Linked DNA regions of Macaca mulatta: region 1 is linked to region 2. A link is a contact called in public Hi-C data. All regions are on one chromosome and are shown on one strand. Each heading gives the region's core, a stretch centred on a gene start, on an enhancer-like site or on the middle of the called end of the contact. The rest is flanking DNA. Distances are from core to core; before and after follow the strand shown. Region 1 holds the start of GSAP (gamma-secretase activating protein). Region 2 holds the start of PTPN12 (protein tyrosine phosphatase non-receptor type 12).

Evidence for each region. Hi-C and Micro-C count contacts between places; a contact is called where the count stands out from the background.
Region 1: a Hi-C map of fetal cortex germinal zone shows a contact between it and region 2, with 2.0 times the contacts expected there. The contact joins the promoter of GSAP here to the promoter of PTPN12 in region 2. A contact is called at or near these places in 2 of 14 Hi-C or Micro-C datasets (fetal cortex germinal zone and liver).

The regions. Positions count from the first base shown.
Region 1 is chr3:142,116,818-142,123,599 of T2T-MMU8v2.0, forward strand. It overlaps GSAP (gamma-secretase activating protein), which reads left to right and starts at 5,233. Exons shown (of 30, transcript XM_028846141.2): 1 at 5,233-5,578. The coding sequence starts at 5,470.
Region 2 is chr3:141,994,986-142,001,879 of T2T-MMU8v2.0, forward strand. It overlaps PTPN12 (protein tyrosine phosphatase non-receptor type 12), which reads right to left and starts at 5,638. Exons shown (of 18, transcript XM_015134192.3): 1 at 5,091-5,638. The coding sequence starts at 5,189.

The sequences.
Region 1 (6,782 bases), core at 3,983-6,482, 120 kb after region 2:
TAAATGGCAGTTCTTTATTTCCTGCCAAGTCATAGGGCTATCATTCCATAGAACATTTCCTTAAAAAAAATCTGTGTCAGTCTTCTTTTCAACATATTTCAGGATGAGTGCTAACATCATAAATAATAGCCAAGCAGATTTAAAGAGTTATTCTATTAATCATTGCTAAACTCAGTGTCAGCTTTCTAAGAAAACAAAAACAATATACGAGTTTGTGACCAGCCTGACCAACATGGCGAAACCCTGTCTCTACTAAAAATACAAAAATTAATTGGGTGTGGTGGTGCGTGCTCATAATCCCAGCTACTCAGGTGGCTGAGGCAGGAGAATCGCTTGAACCCGGGAGGCGGGAGGTTACAGTGAGCTGAGGTCGCATCAGTGCACTCCAGCCTGGGCAACTGAGTGAGATCCTGTCTCAAAAAAAAAAAAAAAAAAACAAAGAAAAACCACAACAAACAATATATGATGGCCCTGAGCATGTAGCCATCTATGCAACTACACAGGACAAAAATGAGCACAAGTTGTCAGGAAGATGATCCCTTAAAGGCTGAACAATAATTTTATAGTCAAAATCAGAGTGAAGATACATTTTTAAAAATTAAGCTAGTTTTTAAAATTGAAAAGCTAACATGTGCCTAAGGGTAAAACAAAAACAAAAACAAACAAACAAACAAAAAAACAACCTTCACTGAGTTACATTCCCCACAGAAAACTATTGTTAACAGGAGTTGGGATAGTCCTTGGAATTCCATTTGTAACTCTTAAGAAATGGGACTATATCTTCTATTTTAAAACATATCTAAACAAAACTGTTAGATGAAAAAAATATGTAGGGTGCCAATGTGCTTCATTTTTAGGACAGAATTAAAAACTGCTATGAAATGACTGCAAAGACATCTGTATTATAACAGCACTTGGAATTGGCGATTCGGGAATTATTCATCTTGAACATCTTATGTAGTTTTAAAAATTCTCTAGAAAAACCACATCTGTTTTCATCTTCTCTTGTGCAAATCTTTAATACTGTTCTTGAAATTATACTAAGGAGAACACTGAAAAGTTAGCGAACGTATGTAAAGTAGATCACCTTGCTTTAGGATGCCCATTTATTTTATTAGGATCGCTATGTTGTGCTGTGCACAGAGTAAGTATGTTTTGGAGGACTCATATTCCTCTACCCCCTTGCCTACTGCATCTTGGTGAGGTCTCTGCTCTGCAACAAATCAACACAGGTTTAAAACTCAGTAATCCAGTCACAAAGAGAAAGAAAGAAAACAACCCCCATTTAAAGCGCCAGTGCTTCCCAAACTTCAGTGTGCACAAGAATCATCACCTTGAAGATTCTGATTCACTGCACTGCTTCACCTCTTTTCCTGCCTTGTGCTTGCATATCTACTATAGTGTAAGCACCTTTATCTCCTCCCTTTAGCTTACTGATTCTCTGTGGCTTGCCACTAGAACTTGTGACCCATGACATGGTTCAAACTTCTGGAATCAGTATTTACCTCCATTTTAGATTTCTCCCCAGATACAGACCTTTAGCTCTGGTGTATCTTCAAAGCTAGCCCTTCCATGCACATCCTCACCTGGCCCTCTCTATGGTGGACAGTAAGGCAGCAATACCGAGGTGGAAAGATCCTCACATTAAGTAGCAGAATGTTGCTATTCAAAATGTCATCTGTGGACCAGCAGCTTTGGCATGACCTGGAAACTTGTTAAAATGTAGACTCTTTGGCACCACCTCACCCTGCTGAATCAGAATCTACCTTTTATCAAGATCCTTAGGTGTGGCCGGGCGCGGTGGCTCACGCCTGTAATCCCAGCACTTTGGGAGGCCGAGGCGGGCGGATCACAAGGTCAGGAGATCGAGACCACGGTGAAACCCTGTCTCTACTAAAAATACCCTGTCTCTACTAAAGCTACTCAGGAGGCTGAGGCAGGAGAATGGCGTGAACCTGGGAGGCGGAGCTTGCAGTGAGCCGAGATCGCGCCGCTGCACTCCAGCCTGGGCGACAGAGGGAGACTCTGTCTCAAAAAAAAAAAAAAAAAAAAAAAGATCCTTACGTGATTTGAATGCTCATTAAAGTTTGAAAATCCCTGATTTAAGATGCTTTTGGCACAAGTAACAGAAAACTCAACTCAAACTGGCTTACATAATACATAGAATGACTTTCAGGTGATCTAATCCAGAGGCCCTTAGGTTATCAGGGTTTTACAACAAACTCTTTTTGCTTATCTGAGCTTTTTCCTGTAAGCCTACTCCCTCAGCATAACTTCACTTTATGTTAATAAAACAATACAAAATATAGAATGACTCTAATAAGTGTTCAAGCAAAAACCTGTTATTATAGTGCTCTTTGGCCTGTGTCCTAAAGTTTGAAATGATCACTCCTTAAAATAGAAACCCTTGGTTGCAAGTAAAAATCTGACTCAATATCATTTAAATAATAGGAAATTCATCATCTCTAATATCAGAAAGGGCAGAGGATGGCTCCAAAAATAATATACCAAGGTTTCTCTTCTCTGTAGTTCTCTGGAGTCTTCTGACTCCAATGACTCCATTTTCAGTGTGCTAGGTATCGGAAATTCCAGCAATCATATCCAGACCCCAAAATATCTAAAGACTGAAAGGGACCATCTTTTCCCATGTCTCTTGTTTTAAGAATAGAGAGATCTGTCATAGCAGAGGTTTCCTTACAACTCAGTGGCCAGAATTGGGCATCATACTCTGACAGAGATCTCTAATTGCTTCTGAACATTTACTTTCCCCACCTTCTTTAGTAACACTGTCCTGAGTTTTATCTGGGCACATCACTGGCCAGGTATATTTCCTTGCCTCCCTTGAAAGCCACATTTGGCCATGTGACTAAATTCTGGTGAGTGAAACATATATAGAAATGTTGTGTAGACCTTCTGGGAAGTATACTTAAAAGAGAGGTAGCATCCTCTTTTTATTCCTCTTCTCCCATTGTGATTTCTGGAATGCAGACATGAAGGCTGAAGCTTCTGCAACCCTCTTGGATCATGAGGACAAGGGTACACTCAAGATCAGGTGGAGCAAAGAACTGGAAGGAGCCTGGGTCCCTGATAAATTCAGGAACCTGTCCTAAGAGCTTTATTCTGCCTACCTCCAGATAGGTGACAGAATAAAACTTGTGTGTTTAATTTACTGTTAATCTGAGTTCTTATTAACTTCTGGAGAATCTAATCCTAACTGATACACGTGCCTTCATATAGCACCCTCATGACTTTGGTCACATCTTTCTTTTTTTATTTTTATTTTTATTTTATTTTTTTATTTTTTGAGACGGAGTCTCGCTCTGTCGCCCAGGCTGGAGTGCAGTGGCGCGATCTAGGCTCACTGCAAGCTCCGCCTCCCGGGTTCACGCCATTCTCCTGCCTCAGCCTCCCGAGTAGCTGGGACTACAGGCGCCCACAACCGCGCCCGGCTAATATTTTTTTGGATTTTTAGTAGAGACGGGGTTTCACCGTGGTCTCGATCTCCTGACCTTGTGATCCGCCCGCCTCGGCCTCCCAAAGTGCTGGGATTACAGGCGTGAGCCACCGCGCCCGGCCACATCTTTCTTTTATTATCTTATTATTTCTCACCTTCTTTACATTGGCTTTTTCACTTAATTTGAAGAGAATTTTTTATATCATCATTGCTTGACTATAAAATATAAAATATAAAGTTAACTGCAAAAATAAAAACAATGGAAATGTATTGAATTTAAAAAATTGGCAAACAATATTCCTGTATGACAAAGGCAACAAGCTTATTTGATATGAAATAGTAGTTGCATTAGCTCCTCAGGGGCTCCAGTGGTCTTCCTTTTATTCACTGACAATATTAGTAGCTTCATTAGGCATTTATCTTAACATGTCTCTAGGGGGTAAAAAATTCAAGACTTTTACATTTAGTTGGAGTAGTTTTCAAACTTAGCCTAAGAATCACCTGAGGCTCTGGGTAAAATGCACATTTCTGGGTCTTGCCTAGGTGTAGACTCGAGACCAGGAGTCTGCATTGTAAAACAGTGCCCCAGATGACGTCAATACAAGTAGTTTTCAGACCTTAACTTCGGGAAACATGTGAAAAAGCATTCTTTATTACTGTATTCACTCATTCTTCAGTAATTGTCGAGCACCTTCTAGAGTGCTCTGTTAGCCCCTGGTGGGAGGCAAAGGGCAGAGGGTTTGCATGGAGACTTAAGATTCAGTTTTCATGTTTCAAGGGAGTACTGTATCAAATGAGATGCACTAGCAACGTTACCCTAGGAGGTTAGGGTTGGAGAGGTCCCTGTGGGCTGCTGTTGGGAGGAGAAGGCTCTGTGGCCAGGCTGGAAGGACCTGGAGGTTTTTCTGTAAGGAAGGAGGCTGGAGTCAGAAGTTCCTTAAGCCAAGTGAGCCTGGACTTGAGCTTCTAAATGAAAAGGAGTGAAGGCTCTGGTAAAGAGAAGACACATTATCTCGGGGCAGTGAGCTGTTACTCAAGGTCTTCTGCATAGAGATAGGAGGAAGCCCGGTTTGGAGGAGAGTAATAACCTGGCATCGATGTTCAGGATGAATGGGATGTAGCAGTAACCCAACCAATGAGTGTACCAGTGGTGTGCACCTGAACGAAGAGAACGCTGAGGAGTGGTGAGATTATGAAAACACTGAACTTATTTGTAGGGAGTAGGAAGGAGGTGAGAAGGCACCCAAGATGACATGTGCCCCTGTAAGAATGAGAGCACTTTTTAAAGATATCTCCGCAGGGGGAATCCTAGGTAATTCAGCTTCCTCGAACCAATGCAGGGAGTTAAAAGACAAAAAGGACACTGTTTGTATCAAGCGGATTAACCCTTTTTAGCGTTTCTCTTACAATGGGATCACCTTCGTCACCTGCTCCCAGTTGCTACTCATTACCTTAATAACACTAATAAAGCACCACCACCTCGAAGCTGGGGCGAATAGGCCTAAGAGACGGCCTACTTCTGTGGTGACCCTGAACTGCTCCAGGGGACCCAGCTCTCTGAAGCCAAGTGGTTTCCACACTTTGCTGCACAGTGGTCACTCGGGGAATAAAGAAAATAGGCCTACCCTCCAGCTTTGGAAGCCACTGGGCTAGCGGCCTCGCCAGGGCCCTGAAGCGCCCACGTCCTTGCGCCCTCTATCCTCGGCCCCCAGGGTGCGCGCGGAGGCCTCCCGCCCCGGCGGGCCTGGTCCTGGCGCCCGGTCCTCCCCGCTCCACCCCTACCCGCCATGCCCGGCTCAGGGGCAGGTGCGGGCCGCCAGCGGCTGAGGGCCTCGGGCCAGGAGGAGGTGGTGCCGGGGCTTCTCAGGCCAGGGCGCCGCGGAACCGAAAGCAGCGGGGGGCGGGGGAGAGGAAGGAGGGGGCGGGCGCGGGGACGCTAGGGCGAGGCGGCCACGCGGGGCCGGGAATGCCCGCGGCGCGGGGCCCCAGAGCCGCCCGGTGGCCGTGTCCGGGCGATGGCTCTCCGCCTCGTCGCCGACTTCGACCTCGGGAAGGACGTGCTCCCGTGGCTGCGGGCGCAGCGGGCGGTGTCCGAGGCCAGCGAGGCCGGAAGCGGCGGCGCAGGTGCTGGAGGCGCGCGTCGGGGCGGGGTGGGGGCGGGGAGTGGGAGTCCCTCATAGCCTCCGGGCTCCGACCCGGCGGGGAGCAACTCGGAGCCCTGCCGCCCTGTGGAGGCTGGTGCGAGGGCGCCGCTCCCCTCCTCAGAGGGCTGTTTTGGCTTTGCCACCCTCACCCGGCCACAGCGGAAGGTCTGGGGGCAGAGCCCGGGCCAGGTGGCGGCGGGGCCTGAGGCGCCTGGCTCGCTGCCGGCCCGCGGCAATTCTCCGTTGGCCGAGGGGCCGGGACGCTGGCGGTTCCCTCAGCATCACCTCACGGCGAGGGCAGAGGGTCGTGCTCAGCCCAGCGGTCGCATCCCACCTCCCGCGGGGTTCATCGGCCGCGCAGGGGCTTTGCCGAGACAGGGGTGCTCCTGGAAGCTTCACGTTTTGAGAAAGAATCCGTGACCACCAAGGAAACCACCCTATATCCAACAGTGGAACAGTTTGTCCCCACATTTGCGAGACGTGTTTCTGCCTCTGTTGAACCGTGTCCGTGGCTCAGGGGACACGGGGCTCGGCGCTAGAGGCGCGAGAGGGCAGGGGCCGCCTCCGGGCTGCGGGCTGCGGAGCGAGAGCCCCCAGGCGCCCCCGAGCTCCGCACCTGTGCAGGCTGGGGCTGCGCGCGAGATGCTCGGCTCCCGGTCCAGCCACCTCGGGGCTTTTTGATGATTCGGTAAGGGAGTGAAAGTGACTTTTGAGCCTTCCCAGCACTGATCTACTTTAAAGAAGGAGAACGTTGTGATTTCTCACAAAGTTTTTAAAGTCTTCTGTAAATGTTGGAGCTTCAGAGCTTACATGCAGCTTCAAAGCAGCGATGCCTGTGGGTCTCACCTTGCGTGTAGGGCGTTGTCCACTTCGGTAAATTTGGAAGTGGGTTTTTCGGAAGTGGTTATTAAATGACCCACATATACAACTCCTTTCCCTAAACGCTGGTGAAATTTTTATTGATGTAAGTTACATATCCAACGTTGCTATCTTGTATCTTCACACTCTCCTGTGACTATAGCGGAATTATTTGTAGGTTTCCTTGGCTTGGAATATTATTAGTTCCAAATAAGGAGTTACATGTTTGTGTAGCGTATGCGTTGAGTTTGCATTAGTGTCATGATTAGTAAGGTTTACTTTTTTTCGAGGTGGGGAGGGTGGTCAAAGAAGAATTTTATACAAAA
Region 2 (6,894 bases), core at 4,388-6,887:
GGGTGACAGATACCAAGCTAGACATTTTGCAAGTCATAATACTATACTCTTTTCTTCTTTACTACCCCCATCTAATGAATCATTGAGACTCCTTTCTTAATTCTTATCAGATGTGTTATATACTCTATTTCCCCATCTCAGTTCACTTTAGGCCCTCACATCTCACTTCTTCTATTTCGACAGCTTCCAAAATGCCACTCTTCATACTGCCATCAGACTCAACTTTGTAAAACACAAATGATTGTTTACCTTTCTTAAACGACTCAGCAGTGCTCCAGAAGCCCAGACTAATGATTCTCACCTTTTCTACCAGAACCTATCTGAGTAAGTGAAGGTTCAGAGTACAACTCAAGGAGCAGGCTGGAGAAGGCGAGGGTGGGGGAATGACGCTGGAGTGGGCCAGCATGTCTATTTTCTTAACACCTCCCTACTTTCTCCATGACTCTAGGAGTTACAATGCAGACTGTCCAGAATTGCTATTATCGGTCTGTAGAATAAAATCTAAGTATAGCATAGACATAAGATCCTTCACAAAAAGACCTCTAACTTCCCCAGCATCACCTTTATCATTTACCATGTATTAGCTCACTGGTTCTCAAAGTATGGTCCAGGACCACCTCCCCAACCCCCAGTCATCAGAGGGAGTCTGTGTGGAGTAAAACCTAGGTCTGTGAAACATGAATGTGCACCACTCTACTTTATACATTTATCTCTCAGTTTGTAAATACTAAAAGTAGAGATAATTGAGATCAAATTCTGATCAGCCACAAATTAGCTATTTGCTAATTTATTAGCAAAATTAGCATGTTTTCAACATGCAAATTACCATCTAGGAAACAAAGTTCTATACAGTCTGGGTACCTTAGTTGTCTCCTCTTTAACAGTATGGGGCACAACCAAGGCCAGTAATAGACACTCATAGAATAGTTAATGACAGGTGGAAAATTTCTATCCTCAATAGTAGTCAAGAAATTCAAGTTAAAACAAGATACCAGTTTTCAACCATCAAATAAAGATCAAGAAAATTATAATATGAACACTCATACATTACTGACAGTTGTATAAACTGACAAAACTTTTTCAAGTTTATGAACATGTATTAAATGTTTATATACTTCTGCCTAGTACTCCCGGGAAGCTATCTTATGCAACAGTGAAAAATGTAAAAGTTTTGCAAAAATTTTAATCACAAAATTATTATATGTAACAGCAGAAAGTAGAATGACCTAAATACTCAACCACAAAGAAATGGAATTAAGATATAAAATAGTCACCAAGTAGTAGGCCAGCTATGGTGGCTCACATCTGTAACCCCAGCACTTTGAGGCTGAGGCAGGAATTAGAAACCAGCCTGGGCAACATGAGGAAACCCTGTCTCTACAAAAAATACAAAAATCAGCAGGGCTTGGTGGGGCGGGCCTGTAGTCCCAGCTACTCTGGAGGTTGAGGTGGGATCCCACGGAGGCTGACGCTGCAGTGAGCCAGGATCGCAACCATACACTTCAGCCTGGGTGACAGAGTGAGACCCCATCTCAAAAACAGAACAAAACAACAAAACAAAACAAAACAAAATATTAACAGACGTAGCCTTTAAATGATAGGACTATAGGACGGCTGGATAGAGCAAAAAGAGCATTGTCACCAGAGTCAGGCAAGTGGAGTATTCATTTGAACTGTGGTCTAAGTGTAAAGCATTATTATTATTCTATTAATTTCCAAATTTGGAATAAACATTATTTTATAATGGAACAGAGTTATATCAGTCACATTAACTCTAAGGCTCAGTCATAAAATGTTAAGATTTTAAAATGCATTTTTAATCAACATCAGAATTTAAGAATAATAGTTAGAATCTATAAGCTAATATTTTTTTTCTCTTTCCATGCCAGGGGAACATAGTTCCTCTCCAGCCTTCCAGTCAGGGGAAAAAGCAACACCAACTACCAGCTGCCTTAATTACAGCTATTGCTTATCAAGTCAGGAAATAAAAAAAAAAAAAACCAAGCCCTATAAAAGAATAGCCTTAGTCATCAAATCTCCAGTGTAGAATCACCTAGCTATACCTAGGTATTATGGAAGAAAAAGGAAACTCATTCAGTCTTTGAGAAATGAACTCTCGGTGGCGCATGCCTGTAATTCTAGCACTTTGGGAGACTGAGGCGGCAGATCACAAAGTCAGTCAGATCAAAGTTCAAGACCCGTCTGGCCAATACCATGAAACCCCATCTCTACTAAAAATACAAAAATTAGCCAGGCGTGGTGGCATGCGCCTGTAATCTCAGCTACTCAGGAGGCTGAGGCAGGAGAATCGCTTGAACCTGGGAGGTGGAGGTTGCAGTGAGCGGAGATTGCACCACTGCACTCCAACCTGGGCGACAGACGAGACTCCATCTGAAAAAGAAAGAAGAAAGAAAGAGAGAGAGAGAGAGAGAGAGAGAGAAAGCGAGAAAGAAAGAAAGAAAAGAAAAGAAAAGAAAGAAAGAAAGAAAGAAAGAAAGACAGAAAGAAAGAAAGAAAGACAGAAAGAAAGAAAGAAAGAAAGAAAGAAAGAAAGAAAGAAAGACAGACAGACAGACAGACAGACAGACAGACAGAAAGAAAGAAAGAAAGAAATGAACTCTCCAATAGGAATCCCTGACTCATCCCCAAAGCATGAACCCTAAGGCTACTTCTCCAATACAGGAGTTCAGAGGCTGGGCACCTGTCCTGATGGCCCGCATCACCAAACAATGCTCCTCCCTGTCGGTATATGCCTAGGGATAACAAGGTGACTAGCATGCAAACAAGAAATGACCAGGGACCACACCATCTCTTCTTCCATAACCAAAATAAGATGGTAAAAAACTAGTTTTAGGCCCGGCACAGTGGCTCACGCCTGTAATCCCAGCACTTTGGGAGGCCAAGGCAGGTGGATCACTTGAGATGAGGAGTTTGAGACCAGCCTGCAAATATGGCAAAACCCCATCTCTACTAAAAATACAAAAATTAGCTGGGCGTGGTAGCTTGCGCCTGTAGTCCCAGCTACTTGGGAGGCTGAGGCAGGAGAATCGTTTGACTCTGGGAGGCAGAGGTTGCAGTGAGCTGAGATTGCACCACTGCACTCCAGCCTGGGCTACAGAGCGCAGAGCAAGACTCGTCTCAAAAACAAAAACAAAAAAAGCTAGTTTTAAACGCCTTAAATATTCAAAGTATTTTCTTCTACTTTCGCTAGAAAGTAGTAAAAAGGGGACTGCATCCAGTTGCTGTAAATGACACCATTCAAAAGATACTAAGACAATTAAAGTTCAATAGTAAAAAAGGAAAATACCCTCTTTTCCTTAACCCTTTCAGATCAAAAAGTAATTTTTCAAAAATACATAGGCTAAATATCAAGAGCAAATGTTTAAATATAAGCAATATTTTTATTTTTAATAAGGAATAAGTTAGATTATTTAACTTATATTTTCAATCTTCAAAAGATACTGAGAAAACTTTACTTCCATCCTCAATTATTGGTCTGGGGAGGCGGGAATCACAAAGCTCAACGATACTAGTATAATATTGTGTAAGGTCAAGGACCTATTTTATAAGCAGTTAAAAATTTAACGCTAAGCTTTACTGGACAGGTCTCTTTAAAACGTGAAAAAGTATTCACTACTAAGTCATATCACCTCCACCATAAAAACTACTGTACTTTTTAAATAAAAAATAAAAACTAGCCAATGTCTGCTGCCCATTCATTTTACAGATATTAACTGTGTATCCTTTTCATAATCAGGTTTCAGAGTTAAGTGATTATTCTTGGAGGTGTACCTTACCCAGGATAAAAATTTTCCCTAGCTGATTTCCCCTTCCCAACCCCCGCCAAGACTAAGGAGCAACCACTTCCCAAAGTCCCACTTCCTTTTCCATTCCCCAGACCTACAGGGTTTCCAACGCCCCAGTCTTGCGCAATATCCGTAGGAGCAGCAGCCGCAACCACCGCCTCCTAAGCCGGGAAACAACCCTAGAGGGAACATTGTCCAGCAGAAAAATAAAAGGGGCGGGGGTTGGGGGGGGTGGGTAACATAGGAAGTCGACTTCTGGTCCCACGCCTTCGGATCTGACCCCCTCATAGTGAGCTAGAGCAATAGTGTATCTAGAGCAGTTTCATGAACAAGACTTTTAACCTTCACCTCCTCTCAAGCCTGCTTGCACAAGCAGAGGGCGGAAAGTGGGGGGTGGCGGAGGCGGGGGGGGGCGCTGGGAAGGTTATCTCCCAGTTCAGGGCTTCGGCCCGTAGCGACGCCTCCGCCCCACCAGGACTATTGTTCCCAAGTTCCCCACCCCCACCCCGGATAGGAAGTGATAGTCACATCCCCTTCGCCTTCGGCAATATCCCCTGGGGAGTCCGAAGTCGGTTTCCTTCAGGATAATCCCCCCCACCCACACTTATCCCCTGAACCGGACCCCAAGATCACCTTAAACCTGGGTCTCAAGAGAGGAGAAGCGGGACGCGGGTAAATGGAAATTAGGTAAACCCATGAGATTCCTTATGGACAATCCTTTCCCAAGCGTTGGAGATCATGATTGCGACCCCAGAAACGGCAGAAGTCCTACCTTGCCCGCTTTGAGACCAGCTAAAGCAAAGGGATCCCAGGAGTTAGTGCCAACCTCAATTCCCCCGTTCCTCTGTCAGCCACGATCTGCACTCCTCCCGGTCACAGCCAGATACCCTGCCTCGACCCTCCTGGGAGGAGCGGACTGGGCGGGGAGATGTGGAAACGCGAGCACCCCCCGGCCTGCACCTCACTAGTCTCCGGCTCCCGGCCGGGTAAACAATAGGTGGTCGCGAGCCGCGGTGCAGGCTGCAGGCTCGGCCGCTCGGCCGCTCCCTTCGCGCCCCGGGCGCCCGCGCGGGGGTCGCGAACATGGGAGAAGAAAGGAGGCCACGGCGGGAGGCGCTCTCGATTCCCGCCGGCTTCCAAGACCACCCGGCCCACCGGGCTGGTGCGCGCCCCCTCCGCCCCTTTCCTCACAGAGGTACACAAAGCACTGGCGGCCCGGCCGGGAGAGGCGGCGATGGGCTCCGGCGCCGGCGAGACAAGGCGACAGCGAGGGGAGAGACTCACCATGAAGTCCCGAGCGAAGTTGTCCTCCCCATTGTGGTCAGGACTCTTCATGGCCTGGACCCTCTGGATGAATTTCCTCAGGATCTCCACTTGCTCCATCCTCCCGCGTCCCCCCGGCTGCGGTCGCTGGCCCCCCCGCCGCCCGCCCGCCCGGCGCAGAGCCCGCTCCGTCTTCCCCAGCTCGTTTCCCCAGCACGTCCCTCCCTCCCGACCCCCGCCAAGCCCCGCGGCTCCCTCCTCCTCCCCACTGCCCTAGGCGGCGGCTGCGGCGGCACCGGCTGGGCTCCCGACACCACAACTTCCAGGAGCAGCCGCCGCTCTCCCACAGTACCAGGCGAGCCGCTGCGGCTAGCGCCAACCCCAACCCCCAGCTTGCTCCATCCTCCTTCCCCGCCCTCCTCCTCCGTCGGAGACGCCGCCGCCGCCGCCGCCGCCGCCGCCGCCGCCGCCGCCGCCTCAGGAACACAGCTAGCTCTCCGCTCGCCCTGCCCCCCCTTCCCGGTTCTTCCTCCCCCCCACCCCCCGCCAGCAGCCGCAGCCGCAGCCGCCTCTCCCCACGGGCGCGTCCCCGCCGCCACCCAGATGCGCGGCCTCGCGCTGCGGCTCCGCCCCAAGCGCCGCGCCTGCTGATCCATCCCCGCCCGCCTCCCGGCCACGCCCCCAAGCCCGCCCTGCCGGCCCCAGGCCCGCTTGGAGTGGCTGGAAGGCACTTCAGCGGGCGGCCTGGAGACCTGACTCCACTTCCGGGGCGTGGCCCCGTTCAGGGATCTTAGAGGTCGGAGTAGCGTCGGGAGGAGAGTTGGTTCCTCCGAAGGAGGGAATGCGACTCAGAGCGGGGCAAGCAGTAGTGTATCAGAGTAGGATTCTGCTGGAATTTGCGGTCTCACCGCCTACTAGGGAAGAGAAGCAGTTTTCAGGAGTCCCGCACCGCCGCCAGCCGTGGACTGGGCCTACAAGTCACGGCCTGTGGAGTCCAGGAGTGGGGGCGGGCGAGGGCTGGCTGGAGGCAGGCTGGGAACTGTAGTAGTGTCACCGCCACGTTCGCGGCAGGTAGATGCTCATTTTGGTAACGGATTGGTGAGAGTGGATAGCAATTAGGCTTCGGCACCTTGGAGTGTGGCTCAGCTAAGGGAAGTGAAACGCTTCCTGGGTGAGAGGACTTTTATTATTTGCGCATCCTCTTAAACCTGGCGAGTGAGCGCCTGAGGTTCGGAGTGCCTTCTTCCCGGATGACGCGGGTGTGGGATCTTCGTGTTTGCCGAACTGAAGGAAATTTGCCTTCCTGCCTTGAGGTTCGCAGCAGTTCATAACTGAATAAGAGACTTCCCTCAGTAGAATGGACTTTATTTATAAATCTATTAAATCTTTTTTTTTTTTTCCCCAGAGCTAAGGTCTTGCTCTATCGCCCATAGTGCAGTGCTATGATCACGGCTCGCTGCAGCCTTGAACTCCTGGGCTCAAGGGATCCTCCTACCTCAGTACATCACCAAGCCCAGCTAATACATTTTTAAAATTTATTATTTATTTGTTTAGTTTTGGTAGAGAAGGGGTCTCACTAGGTTGCCCAGGCTGATCTCAAATTTCTGTGCACTGGGGATCCTCACCCCCTCAACTTCCGAAAGCGTTGGGATTCTAGGCGTGAGCCACCGTGCCTGGCCTATAAATCTTTATTCATCTTTGTAAACTTCTATCAGAGAATTTATTCTGGTCTAACTCATCATTTTACAAATAAAGCGACTTCCTGACATCCCCCAGAGTATTCTTAGCAGAGCCGTAACTAGAACACAAGTTATTTTACTTTCAC